Regions from separate parts of the Sus scrofa genome. Here all the other regions are linked to region 1. The links are chromatin contacts, called in public Hi-C and promoter capture Hi-C maps. All regions are on one chromosome and are shown on one strand. The core of a region is the stretch at or near the end of the contact, and the rest is flanking DNA. Distances in the headings are between cores, read along the strand shown. Region 1 holds the start of LOC110260386 (DBIRD complex subunit ZNF326-like). Region 2 has its middle 14 kb from the start of LRRC8B. Region 3 holds the start of LRRC8C (volume-regulated anion channel subunit LRRC8C).

The links. Promoter capture Hi-C pulls out the DNA fragments that hold promoters and counts their contacts. A called contact is a pair of places that touch in the nucleus more often than the background predicts.
Region 2: a contact with region 1 is called in a Hi-C map of fetal skeletal muscle, with 2.6 times the contacts expected there. The contact joins the enhancer-like site here to the promoter of LOC110260386 in region 1. A contact is called at or near these places in 2 of 5 promoter capture datasets (fetal liver and liver), 11 of 47 Hi-C or Micro-C datasets (embryonic fibroblasts, epiblast stem cells, fetal skeletal muscle and 6 more) and 2 of 2 datasets of contacts at active chromatin or transcription factors (alveolar macrophages and skeletal muscle).
Region 3: a contact with region 1 is called in a promoter capture Hi-C map of fetal liver, with 3 times the contacts expected there. The contact joins the promoter of LRRC8C here to the promoter of LOC110260386 in region 1. A contact is called at or near these places in 1 of 5 promoter capture datasets (fetal liver) and 1 of 2 datasets of contacts at active chromatin or transcription factors (alveolar macrophages).

What each region holds. Positions count from the first base shown.
Region 1 is chr4:126,715,743-126,720,033 of Sscrofa11.1, reverse strand. It overlaps LOC110260386 (DBIRD complex subunit ZNF326-like), which reads left to right and starts at 2,189. Exons shown (of 4, transcript XM_021090293.1): 1 at 2,189-2,338. The coding sequence starts at 2,323. LOC102159118 (a long non-coding RNA gene) reads right to left here and starts at 2,077. Exons shown (of 3, transcript XR_002343632.1): 1 at 676-2,077.
Region 2 is chr4:127,148,171-127,152,461 of Sscrofa11.1, reverse strand. It overlaps the pseudogene LOC106510236. Among named protein-coding and RNA genes, the nearest start is that of LRRC8B, 14 kb to the right of the region's middle. Within about 2 kb of position 2,356, at least 23 of the 83 cell types and tissues checked have an H3K27ac peak or open chromatin away from gene starts, as enhancers often do. A contact at or near this core is called in embryonic fibroblasts, fetal skeletal muscle and skeletal muscle, where this site is marked.
Region 3 is chr4:127,076,519-127,080,809 of Sscrofa11.1, reverse strand. It overlaps LRRC8C (volume-regulated anion channel subunit LRRC8C), which reads left to right and starts at 1,768. Exons shown (of 3, transcript XM_001929205.6): 1 at 1,768-1,885. LRRC8B (volume-regulated anion channel subunit LRRC8B) reads left to right here. Exons shown (of 7, transcript XM_013997404.2): 5 at 1-873; 6 at 876-1,885.

The sequences.
Region 1 (4,291 bases), core at 940-3,439:
GAGGTGGTGCTTGAGCAGAGGTTGGCCCAGGGAAAGTTTAATAGCCCCCAGGGTCTTGCTACTCCAAGTGCAGTTTGACCAGCCCCAGCATCTCCTGGGGACTCTCCAGCTCCAACCCAGACTGACTGGGTGTGGAAGCGTTACCGAGATTCCCTACCTGAATCACACTCACTGGTCTAGGGGGTGGGGATGGGACGTGGGAACATTTCTTGGAGAAAATAAATTCTGCGCCGTGTTTTGAGGATGAGTAGGGTTAACCAGGGGCATTCCAAGCAGAGAGAAAAACAAGCAAAAGTGCAGTGTAATGAAAAGCATAGGATGTTCTGGGAACTGCAAGTAGCTTAAAACTGCCAATCAAAAGGGAGAGAGTAGAGGAGAGAGAAAGAGGGAGACGTGTGGGAAGATGGCAGGTCAGGCAGGGGCCAGATCCAGCTGGATGTGCTCTACTTTTTTTTTTTTTTTCTTTTTAGGGCTGCACTCTCAGGGCGTATGGAGTATCCCAGGCTAGGGGTCGAATCAGAGCTGTAGCCGCTGGCCTACATCACAGCCACAGCAACTCAGGATCTGAGCCATGTCTGTGACCTACACAGCTCATGGCAACGCCCGATCCTTAACCCACTGAGCGGGGCCAGGGATGGAACCTGTGTCCTCATGGATCCTTGTTGGGTTTGTTACCTTCAGGCTACGACAGGAACTCCAGGGTGGATGTGCTCTATCTTAAGGAACTTCGCCTTCACCTAATCCATGATAGAGACGCACGATGTGTTCAGATTTGCATTTAGATCACTGCCGACCCAGGAGTCTGAGAAGGTCAAGGTGGAAAGGCAGAGAAACCGTTTAGGAAGCTATGAAGGTAGTTTGGGAGAGAGGTAATGAGAGCCTAATTCACATAGTCCAGGGGGGTTGGAGAGGAGATGGCAAGCCTAAGACATTTTCAGAGCTAATAAGCAGATGAAAGACTTCCGTGTAAATTGGGGGTGGGAGGATGGGAGAGGGTGGAATCCTGAAAGGATGAGTCGCAGGCTTCTGGCTGGGATTAGTGGGTGGGAGGTTACTCATGACGCCACCAGCAGAGATGAAAGAATGAAGGAGGATGAGCAGGTTGGAGGAGGGAAATTATGAGTTCAGTTTTTCAACACGTTACACTCAGGTGAATAAAAAATATGTATAGGAGGGAAAAAAGAAGAAAACAGTGCAAGGGTGGAGAACTGGGTGACTCAATGTGGGTGGAGAAGGAAAGTGATGGGGAAGACACAGTGCCCTGCCCAGATTTGGGGCTCCAGTGATATCGGTGAGTTTTTCCTTCAGTCCTGTTTCCAGAGGCTGCCTTTTTGGAACTTGATTCCAGCAACTAGTTGGACCCCAAAGAAGGGCAAACGGCTTGAATCATGATGTGCTCTCCTGTGACCAACTCACTATTGACACGATTTGCTCTATTTAATTTTTTTTTTTTCTAATCTGGAGTTCAAGCTGCTCCAGGGTTGGAATGACCAAACGGTTGTCTTTCCCCACATTGCCTTGTGGGTGAATAACGTTGCCCACTGCCCCTTGCGCTATTTCCAAAGTGGCAATGCAGTGCAAATGCTATTACGTATGTGCGCTTGCCCGACGTTGTCCTTCAAGTTCTGGGTGACTCCTGCCACAAATCTTCCCTGTCTGTTAAGCTTTACAACGCTTTTACTTCTCACTTGGACGTTCAGAACGTAATCCTAGACTGTCTTGAATCATACCGATCATGGTTCTCTACTTCGCAGTCTGTTCGCCTCTGTTTCCTGAGTTCTAAAAACGTTTCGGACTTGTGCGCCTCCAACGGCAGAAACTCCGTAAGAACTGTACATTTTCCGATCAGGCGTCATCAGCCAATAAAAAGCGAAAGGTCGGCACGTGGTGTATTAGTTCGGGCAGGAGAAGGTATTCCAACCGGATCCTTTCGCTTTTGCCAGAATCAAACATGGCGGGCCGCGGGCGGTCCTTCCAGAACACGGCGCGCTCTCTGCCGTGACCCCGGCCGGTCGGCGGGGCTCCCTTTTGTCACCTGCCTTTCCCCTCGGCCGCTCGCGAGGGTCGGCACGGGGAGCTTGACAGCCGACCTGCTTCCCGCCCCCACCCGGGGCCCGCCCACCAGGCCGCGCCGGCCAATCGCAGGCCGCGCTGCGGCGGCGGCGGCCGGCCCCGCCCCCAGCCTCGCCGTGGCCTGCGGCTCCGGGCCGGTGGCGCCGCTGTCGGTCGCGCTGACTGCTCGTGTGGACCCCGGGTCGCGGGCGCTCGCTGCCGGCCGCCGCTCAGCCCCCGCCGCCGAGGCCGTCGGCCCGAGCCTCCGCCATGGACTTCGAGGACGGTGAGCGCGGCCCCGGCGGGTCCCCGCGGCGGGCGGGAGGCGGGCCGGCCTGGCCCCGGGCTGTTTACCGTCTCAAGATGGCCGAGTGGCTTTGTTCTGCGGCCGCGGCCGGGCTGGGCCTGGGGGACCGCGCGCCCGGCGCCCGTCCCGGCGCGTGACCGGGGGCTCCGCGCGGGCCCCGGCGCAGCAAGGGCGCGCCCAGAGCGCCGCGGCCTGGGCCCCAGGCCCGCCCCCGGCCCGGCCCGGCCGGCCCGGCCCAGCCCCACTGCGGGGACGCTGCCCGCCGCCCCCCACTTCCCGGCCCCGGCCCCGCGGGGTGGACGGTGCCCGCCGCCTCCCTCTTCCCGGCGCTGCCCCTCGGCGTGAACCTTGCCCTCCCCCATCCCGGCCCGGCCCGGCTTGCTGCGTGGACGGTGTCCGCCGCCTCCCACTTCCCGGCCCTGCCCCTCGGCGTGAACCTTGCCCGTCCCCACCCCGGCCCGGCCCGGCCCAGCCCGGCCTCACTGCGAGGACGCTGCCCGCCGCCCCCCACTTCCCGGCCCCGGCCCCGCGGGGTGGACGGTGCCCGCCGCCTCCCTCTTCCCGGCGCTGCCCCTCGGCGTGAACCTTGCCCTCCCCCACTCCGGCCCGGCCCGGCCTGCTGCGTGGACGGTGTCCGCCGCCTCCCACTTCCCGGCCCCAGTCCCTCGGCATGGACCTTGCCCACCGCCTCCGACTTCCCGGTCCCGGGCCGGGCGGGCACTGTCCCCGCCCCGTGGGCAGCGACCCAGATCGTTCTTCCAGTGAATCCTCGGCCCCGGGTGACTTGTCACGCTCAGGTTTCGGGTTGTCTTAGTTTAAGATGAGCTTAAAGGGCGTCTGGAAAGTGATGAGTGTGGATCCATCTGTACCCGATGGTGTTTCTGGTTAGCGGACGGGTGTTCATCCACCAGCAAACATTGCCCGGTCGTTAATCCCTCCTGTGAAATACTTCCGTGAACCAAGGCATTTTTCTCTGTTTAGGGTGTGGATGGGACTTAGGTTCAAGTCCCAGTCTGGGTTCTGGCCAGGTTCAAGTCGTAAGTGTTGTCAGTTTCACCGCATCAGATGCCCTTCAAATCAGACCTTTGCACAGACGCCTGGGTTGGACTTACTGTTTAAGTAAACTGTATTTTAGCAGCGCCTTTCACTCGTCTCTCAGGCCGGTTCTTTAAACCATTTTCATATGCTTACAAAGTAAAATTAACTTGGTCTTCACCTTGCCTTCAAATCTTGCCCAATAGGAATTGGCGTCAAGATAAAATGAGCACATAATGACAGCATTAGGGGGGCACGGGAGTGGGTGTGAGTGGATTTAATCTTGAGTAATGGAGCATTTCTGAATAAAACCGGTCCATTAACAGTCGTAAGCCTCTAAGCCAACCACAAACAAAAAACAAAAACCAAAAAAATCTCTGTAACTTTGAATGTGCTGTGATGAGTCTGACTAAATGGTATTTTGACCTTTGATTTAATTTCATGCCACGAAGAGTTAAAGCTGCCAAATCTCAGCATATGAAAGGGGGCTGGAATAACCCTTTTGTGGATACCTTTAAATTACTTTGAAGTAGAGAGTTGAGCAGTTAACAGAAGCACACTCTGGGGTTTTTGTTTGTTTTAGTTGGACTTTAACTCATTTTGATATAGAAACGTTTAAACTCTGAATATTTGAAGTGCCAGTGTAAGGAATGGATTTTTAAAATGCTGTGTTTTCACACCAAAGTTTGATGGCAGTACCAGAAACTACCAGGGTGGGGGAAGGGAGTGATGGGAATGGCGCCCCAACCAGAGGACTACACTGTTTGTATGGAGTTGAACAGCAACAATAAAACGGAGTATGTTTCCTTTTAATTATCACCATCTGCCTACAATTCTACGCAGTATAAGTAACAAAATTCTAAACAAAGTCAGTGATAAAATACTCCCTCTCTGATG
Region 2 (4,291 bases), core at 1,107-3,606, 430 kb before region 1:
AGTCCTGGCCCTCCCATGAGTCTCTTCTCATGGAAAGAATTGACATGCTCTACCAAATTCCAAGAAGAGTAACAGTTAACATTTATGAATATGGTACTAAGTTCCGGTCACTGCATGAAGATTGTATTACTCTGTTTATTCCTTACAAGAGCTCCACGAGGTAAGTACTGTTGCTTTTTACAAATGAGTAACTCAAGGCAAACCCTGGCGAGACAACCTGCCCAACGCTACTTCCCCACAAGCAGCAGACACCAGGCTTGAGCAGCTAAGTGAGGGTGCAGGGAAGCAGCTCGGGATAAGCAGGGGAAGACCTGAGAGTCGAATGCACACCCCTTCACCGGGAAATAAAGCAGGAAGCTGATCTAGGAGGTGACACAGGGAAACTCTCCCCCCCGTAGAAGAAGATGGCTGCGAGCATGTTAGAAAAAGGAACGACAAGTGAGAACAAATGACTGACTGTGTTGGTACACAGGTGAGAAGAACGAGGAAGGGGAAAGAAAACATTGGATCGGCTCTCTGGGCAGCTGGACAGCACTTGGCAGGAGACACAGCGAAAAAGAGTGGTTTGGGGAGGAGAGCCTCTGGTTGCCAAAACCCTGGAGAGGGAAGGAAGCCTGCACTTAGTCCTGGTTGGACAAGAGCTGGAACTGCTCCAAAGGGCTGCGGGGAGCATTGGTCCCACGCGGAGCATTTAACTCTCCGTCCAGGAGGGTTTTCCTACCGCCTCTTGGGAAAGAAGGCGTGGCATTGCTATTGGAGTCCAACCAAACTCCGGTCCATGGATTCTAGGCTCCACCACGGACGGACTTTGAGAAGATAACTAGTGTTTCTGAGTCTCAGTTTCCTCCCTTATAAAATGGGAATCTTTCTGCCTCCCCTGCAGGATTATGATGCTGATGCGAGAGACGTATGCCAATAACCACTGCAGGGCAGCACAGATGCTTGGCACACACCGAACAGAGGTACCATTGTGATTTGTGAGGAGCTGCAGGGAAAGACCTTCACGAGGCCAAGAAAAGGCCTGCGAGCTGTATTCCTAGTTCCTAGCAGAGTTCCTGGCACAGATAGGCAATCAACAAACATGTGTTGTGTCAATAAAGGAGTAAAACGATAAATAAATGAATCTCAGTGTTTTCATCTTAGGGCCCAGAATACAGCTACTTGCCTAAGAGAGGGCAGCAGATGTGCTCACTCCTGAGTGTCATCCCAAGTCCTGTCATTCTCTGTGTCCCACAGGGCCACAGGGCTTCAGGGTCTTGGCAGGCGCTGAGACAGGGGCCAGAACTGCTACTACTCTGGCAGGCTGGAGGACACACTGATGCCTTTTTTTTTTTTTTTTTTTTTGGTATTTTTTATTTTTAGGGCCGCATCTGCAGCATATAGAAGTTCCCCAGCTAGGGTTTGAGCTAGAGCTACAGCTGCCATCCACAGCCACAGCAGCGTGGGATCCAAGCTGTGTCTGCAAGGTACACCACAGCTCACCCTTAATCCACTGAGCGAGGCCAGGGATCGAACCCACATCCTTGTGGATACTAGTCAGGTTCATTACCACTGAGCACGATGGGCACTCCCAATGCACGGATGGTTTTAATACACAGGATTCATGCAATGTACTAGATGTCCCATCCAGGCCACTTCAGAATTTTCATGTGTCTAGAGAGTATTTGTCCAGGCTTTGCTCTTACTCTGGAGGTAGGGTGGATGAAGAGAAGGATAAACCAGTCATTTCACTGCCTGGATCCCTCAGCTACCTGAGTAACCTCTTGGTCCATGGCCTCACGGTGGCCTAAAGCTACTAAAGGACATAACTTGAATACAGATACTGGAAGTTCTGCAGAAGCATAGATGTGACATGACTACTTTGCAAATAAATTGAAATTGGAGAGAAGCAAGAGAAGGAGTTCCAGGAGTAGGCAGGGTGGATTAAAGGAAAGTCAGTACGGAATGAAATCACACAAGAAAAATGTTAGAGTCATGTGGCAAAAATCCTTCACCGCATTCTGGGAGATTGGCTATGCTCACTCCATATCAAGAATGTAATAAAATACAGCATTGTGATGGGCCAGAGATTTTGAACCCTGTGATTTTTTTTTCATAGAGAAGGAACAAAGAATTAGCTATACTGAGGGCATTTGAAGAGTATTTGAAACTAGCAAACGATGCCAACTCGCAGGGCAATTAATAAAATGTCTGAAGCCAGCAACACGGAGGGGAAACCAGATGCCTTCAGGGCCCCGCCCTTTGTGTGAGAGCTGAAGCCCCAGAGCCAAAACGAATACTAATGAAGAGAGCTGACTATCAAAATAGATGACTGGCGCTATCCTGGGGTAGTTGGTTCCGTTCCAACTCAAGCAGCAGACCAATCTGTGAGGCTCTAAGCTCTTTCTACAGCCTGGCACCAGGCAAAAATAGCCCATCTGTACTGCTGGGGATGGCACCAATGAGAGCAGATCGCAAATCTCTATTTACATAAGGACAGACTGCAACGGCTAAAATTACCCTGTATTTGGCATGGCCTCCTCAGAAAAACCGAGCATTTAATATGCCAGGAGGCTATAACTGGTCCAAGGAATCGTTTTCTTCATGCATGGTAAGTTTTCAGGGTTTTTCAAGAGACTCAACCCATAGTTTGCAAGAACCTAAATGGTTTTACCTTAAAGCGAGCTAAGGAGAAAAGTTATTTTACATATTGGTGGAGTACAACGATCTGCCCCTTTGCATTAAAAAAAATAAAAAGTTTATTTATTATTTCCTTCCCAAATCAAGGGTTTTTCTTAAAGTGTCCTTTCTTATGGTTGATGAATTTTTTTCAGGCCTTCACTGTGGAGTTCTATGGGTCTGGATTATAAACCGCTTTCCTTATTAGCTGGGGTTATTTGTGGGCCTCTGACCCTGATCTGCAGAGTAAGAATAAGAACACTCACCTCAAAAACTGGAGTTCCCGTCGTGGCTCAGCGCAAACGAATCTGACTAGCATCCACGAGGATGCAGGTTCGATCCCTGGCCTCCATCAGTGGGTTAAGGATCTGGCATTGCTGTGAGCTGTGGTGTAGGTCGCAGATGCAGCTCGGATCCCACATTGCTGTGGCTGTGGCTGGCAGCTGTAGCTCCAATTCGACCCCTAGCCTGGGAACTGCCATGGCCCCAAAAAGCAAACAACAACAACCCCTGCTGTGACGCTCAATGGGACACAGAGCACTTCGCAAAAAGTCAGAAAAATTAAATATGAAATGAATATTAGTTAACTCTGCCTCTTTCTTCTCTACTCTCAACGTTCCTAGAGAATCAAATACAATATTTTAAAATTTTAAAAGTAATTTGACCTAAACTTAGCACCTTGTCCAGATGGATGTAGTTTTCATGAAACAGCTCAGACAGGTAAATCTACGCAGCTGTCATGATTACGAGGTAAAGCTAGCGCATAAATTGAATTTTAAAAATCGAATTATTAGCAATGTTTTTAAATCAGAGTTCACAGTTTAAAAGAATCCTGTGAGGTAGTACCCTTGCTTGGAAAAAAAAAAAAAAAACACGTCATCATCCCTAATTAAGATGTTTCATAATGCTGGGTTTCTGGATCCTATACGAATACCTTGCCTAAAATGGAATATGTCTCTTCTTAGTTTTTGGTTAGCCTGTAATTACATGTCTACTCATCAATGTCCACAGACTTTGAAAAAGAGTATTGATTATATTTACTATATTTCATATCTAAAAACATATCTCATCAGGAATAGTTGATTTTTTTTAAATAATGGGGCCACTGTTACATTTCACTCATCCATGGAAAGGGCCTGCCTAATGTGTGTGTGTGTGTGTGTGTGTGTGTGTGTGCGCGCGCGCGCACGCACGTGTGTTATAACGTGGAATATAAACATACACTTCGCCTAGTACATAGTAGAGGCTTTCCGACTTTTTGTGACTGTTGATTTTAGCAAATATAAAAGCTATTGTCAGCACTGGCACTTCTCAAATGGATTTAACGAGGCAGAGTTCCAAGGGTTGGGAGGAGGAGAAATAAGACTGAAAGAAGGGAGACGGTCTTACCCCTCCCCTGAGAGTCTGGCGTTACGTAGGGCCCCTGAAGGTAAAAATTCTCCGCCAATGGAATACATCTGAGAGGAAACACAATGAAATATTAAAAAACGGAAGTAAGCAGGGTACAGACTATTTTCCTACCGGATTGTGTCCTAAAGTATAGTCCGTTGTTTTAGGTGCATCACAGAACCGTCACCACAATAAAATAATGGTGAATCACAGTCGAGTTTGTAAGGAATCACACATCAGAAGC
Region 3 (4,291 bases), core at 519-3,018, 360 kb before region 1:
TGCCGCTCCCGCTGCCCCTGAGGATCCAGAACGACCTCCACCGCCAGCAGTACTCGTACATCGACGCCGTCTGCTACGAGAAGCAGCTCCACTGGTTCGCCAAGTTCTTCCCCTACCTGGTGCTCCTGCACACGCTCATCTTCGCCGCCTGCAGCAACTTCTGGCTGCACTACCCCAGTACCAGCTCCAGGCTCGAGCACTTCGTGGCCATCCTCCACAAGTGCTTCGACTCCCCGTGGACCACCCGCGCCCTGTCCGAGACGGTGGCCGAGCAGTCGGGGAGGCCCCCGGCGCTCTCCAAGTCCAAGGTCCTGCTGGCGTCCTCGGCGTGTTCGGCGGACGCGGACTGCACCAAGCAGCCCCTGCCCTACCCGCAGCCCGGCCTGGAGGCGGCCGGCCTCGAGAGCCCGACTTCCAGCGTCCTGGACAAGAAGGAGGGCGAACAGGCCAAAGCCATCTTCGAGAAGGTCAAAAGGTTCCGGCTGCACGTGGAGCAGAAGGACGTCATTTACAGGGTGTACTTGAAGCAGATCATCGTCAAGGTCATTCTCTTTGTGCTCATCGTAACGTACGTGCCCTACTTTTTGACCTACATCAGCCTGGAAATCGACTGTTCCGTGGACGTGCAGGCTTTCACGGGGTACAAGCGCTACCAGTGCGTCTACTCCCTGGCGGAGATCTTCAAGGTCCTGGCTTCCTTCTACGTCGTCTTGGTCCTCCTGTACGGGCTCACCTCCTCCTACAGCCTGTGGTGGATGCTGCGGAGCTCCCTGAAGCAGTACTCCTTTGAGGCGCTGCGCGAGCAGAGCAACTACAGCGACATCCCCGACGTGAAGAACGACTTTGCCTTCATCCTGCACCTGGCCGACCAGTACGACCTCTTTACGCCAAACGCTTCTCCATCTTCCTGTCCGAGGTCAGCGAGAACAAACTGAAACAGATCAACCTCAACAACGAATGGACGGTGGAGAAACTGAAAAGCAAGCTGGTGAAGAACTCCCAGGACAAGGTAGAGCTGCATCTGTTCATGCTCAGCGGGCTTCCAGACAACGTCTTCGAGCTGACGGAAATCGAAGTGCTGAGCCTGGAGCTGATCCCCGAGGTCAAGCTGCCCCCCGCCGTCTCGCAGCTGGTCAACCTCAAGGAGCTGCACGTGTACCACTCCTCCCTGATGGTCGACCACCCCGCCCTGGCCTTTCTGGAGGAGAATTTAAAAATCCTCCGCCTGAAATTTACCGAGATGGGGAAGATTCCGCGCTGGGTGTTTCACCTGCGGAACCTCAGGGAGCTGTACCTGTCGGGCTGTGTTCTCCCTGAGCAGGTGAGCACCGTGCAGGTGGAGGGCTTTCAGGACCTGAAAAACCTGAGGACCCTGCACTTGAAGAGCAGCCTCTCCCGGATCCCGCAGGTCATCACAGACCTGCTGCCTTCGCTGCAGAAGCTGTCCCTTGACAACGAGGGCAGCAAACTGGTCATGCTGAACAACTTGAAAAAGATGGTCAACCTGAAAAGCCTGGAGCTGATCAGCTGCGATCTGGAACGCATTCCACACTCCATTTTCAGCCTGAACAATCTGCATGAGTTAGACCTCAAAGAAAACAACCTGAAGACCGTGGAAGAGATCATCAGCTTTCAGCACCTCCAGAACCTTTCCTGCTTAAAGTTGTGGCACAATAACATCGCTTATATTCCTGCCCAGATTGGGGCATTAGCGAATCTAGAGCAGCTCTCCCTGGACCATAATAACATTGAGAACTTGCCCCTGCAGCTTTTCCTGTGCACCAAACTGCACTATCTGGATCTAAGCTATAACCACCTGACCTTCATCCCGGAAGAAATCCAGTATCTGAGCAATTTGCAGTACTTTGCTGTGACCAACAACAACGTAAGTAGCTCCCTTTACTTGGTCTCTCGCTGAGCATCTATCTGCTCTTAGACAGGGTGTGATGTAGGCAAAGATAACGGACTTTAGGTCATACTAATAACCTGAGCTTGGCCTGACTACCACTTATTAGACATGTGACCACGGACCGAGGGTCAAAACGCTGAGCATTAGTTTTTCATCTAACTCACAAGTTGTCGTGAGATTTGGTGAAAAAAAAAATATATATAAACATGGGGCACAATTCCTGGCACGTAGTAGTTGCTCAACAAACATTCTTTTATTCTCCTGGTTGGGTTTTTACATAAACATTCCAGTTGAAGTATTTTAAACGAATTAATTAGTGATGGCAGGGCTTACTTTCCTTTTGGAAAAGTCTTAAGTTTTTAGAAAGTTTCATAAAACGTTTCAGCTTTCCAAATCTGTCATGGAGAACGTTTTGTTAAAAATACCGCCGTCATGAATTATTCATAAATCCTTTTTTTGCGATGCAGTACGAAAGACTTGAAATCTCCACGCGTGTCTAGAAAGACAATTTGAAATGAAAGGTCTGGCTCTATCATGCAACACTAGGGCTTCTTAGCGTTTTCCAGCATTTAAAAATGAACCGTAATTTGCTGACAGTAAAGCTTAGCTAAGGAAAACTGGACTTTGCTGAAGCAAGAAAAAACAAAATAAATGAGTAGTTTCCTAGGTTAAAATGTGAAGGAGGAAAAAAGATAAAAAAAAAAAAAAAAAAAAAAAAAGGAAAAAGTCACGCTGGCTGAAAGGGTGGAAACAAGGGAAAAAAAACCTGTCAGAAATCAGTCTGCCAAGAGAGGAGAGTGACCCTCCTCTGGTAAAAATGGGACCGGTTTTCCTCGGCCCTACCCTAAAAGGTATTCGCTCTTAGACTTTTTGCAATTCACATGTCATGCTAAGTACAGCTCTGACGGAGCATGGCGTTGGCTAATAAACATACTAATCACCAGATGTATTTTCAGAAACCGTGGATTGTTGGGAAAATACCAGAGAGCTGGAGAAGGAGAACAAAATCCATGCTGACTTTTAGAATGCTATGCCTTCACTCACTGTAAAGGGTAGAACCCATGATAAGATTTAAAAAAAAACAAACAAACAAACTTCAGGTCTTAAAAGGATTATGAGGTTTTAAAACTCAAAGCTTTAAGATTGATCTAGATTCCCAGAGTACATCAGAATTACCTGAAGGGCTTGTTAAAACTCAGATTTCTGTGCCCCCGTCTGCAGCCAGCGGGTCTAATTCAGTAAGTAGGTCTGGTGTAAATCCAAGAGTTTGCATTTCTGAAAACCTCAGCTGGAGCTGATGCTGCTGCTCTAGCGATCCTCCTCTGACAACTACCCGTCTAGAGATGTGTCCTTACTGCCGTTTAATGATGCAGTTGATTAACAGTAGCGTTTTGGTTACACTTTTCCCTTGTTAAACCTGTACTAAAAAACATAAACATTATTTTGAAAGGCACCCGTTTCACCAAGTTGTTGTAAGTTAACGCCCTCCATGAATTTTTGAACGTCGCCGCTGATTAAATTGTCAGCGGGCCGTGAGTTCTCTAAATGTATTACTAAGCAGCTTGATGGTTTTTTAAAGGAGTGACACTGTTATGTCATGGGTACTTCGGACACCAAGTTCATGGACCTGTGGATTGGGGCTGAAAGAGAGGCTAGGGGTTGGATCAGACGTGGTCTCCCTTGAACAAGGGCGGGTAGGGGTAGAGCAGGAACAGCCTCACGCGGAAGACGGTTCACGGCCAAAGTGCCGTGATGTCTGGCTGTGTTGTCTCGGAGGCGTGGGAGCCAGCAGGCGTGGTGCACCCTCAGGGCCTAACGATGACCATGAACCCTGGCGTGGGGGAGGCTCCCTCCTCGCTGGGGGGAGAGATGTGCCTGCTGGGGACCGGGAGCAACTAGGGCTGGCTCGGAAGACAGTGACCAGAGGAATGAAAGCTTCTCTCTGCTGGAACAGGGTAGCCTCGTGGTGGGAAGGAGCGAGGTGGAAGGGAGAGAGAATAGTCCATGGTATCCATCCTCAAATATCTGGAAAAGAAGGCTTCTTGGGAGACGCTGTGTTGGAGCTCGCACAAGCAGAAAATTGCTCATCTTTCCCGAAAAGCTATCCAGAGACTGAATGAATGATTGAGAAGGGAGACGTGATTTTCTTCGTAATAAAACTGTCCAGATAAAAATTGCCAGCCACTCGTTAGGAGCACATGGTTAACGGGAGCTGAGGAGTCATGTTTCATGTATGGATTTAACTAATTTCAAGGTTCCTTCTAGAAACCTTAAGGGTCCCAAGATTCTTGGAAGTAGACCCAAATATTTATAAAAATGAGAAAACAGGGAGTTCCCTGGTGGTCTAGTGGTTAGGACTCAGCACTTTCACTGCTGTGGCCC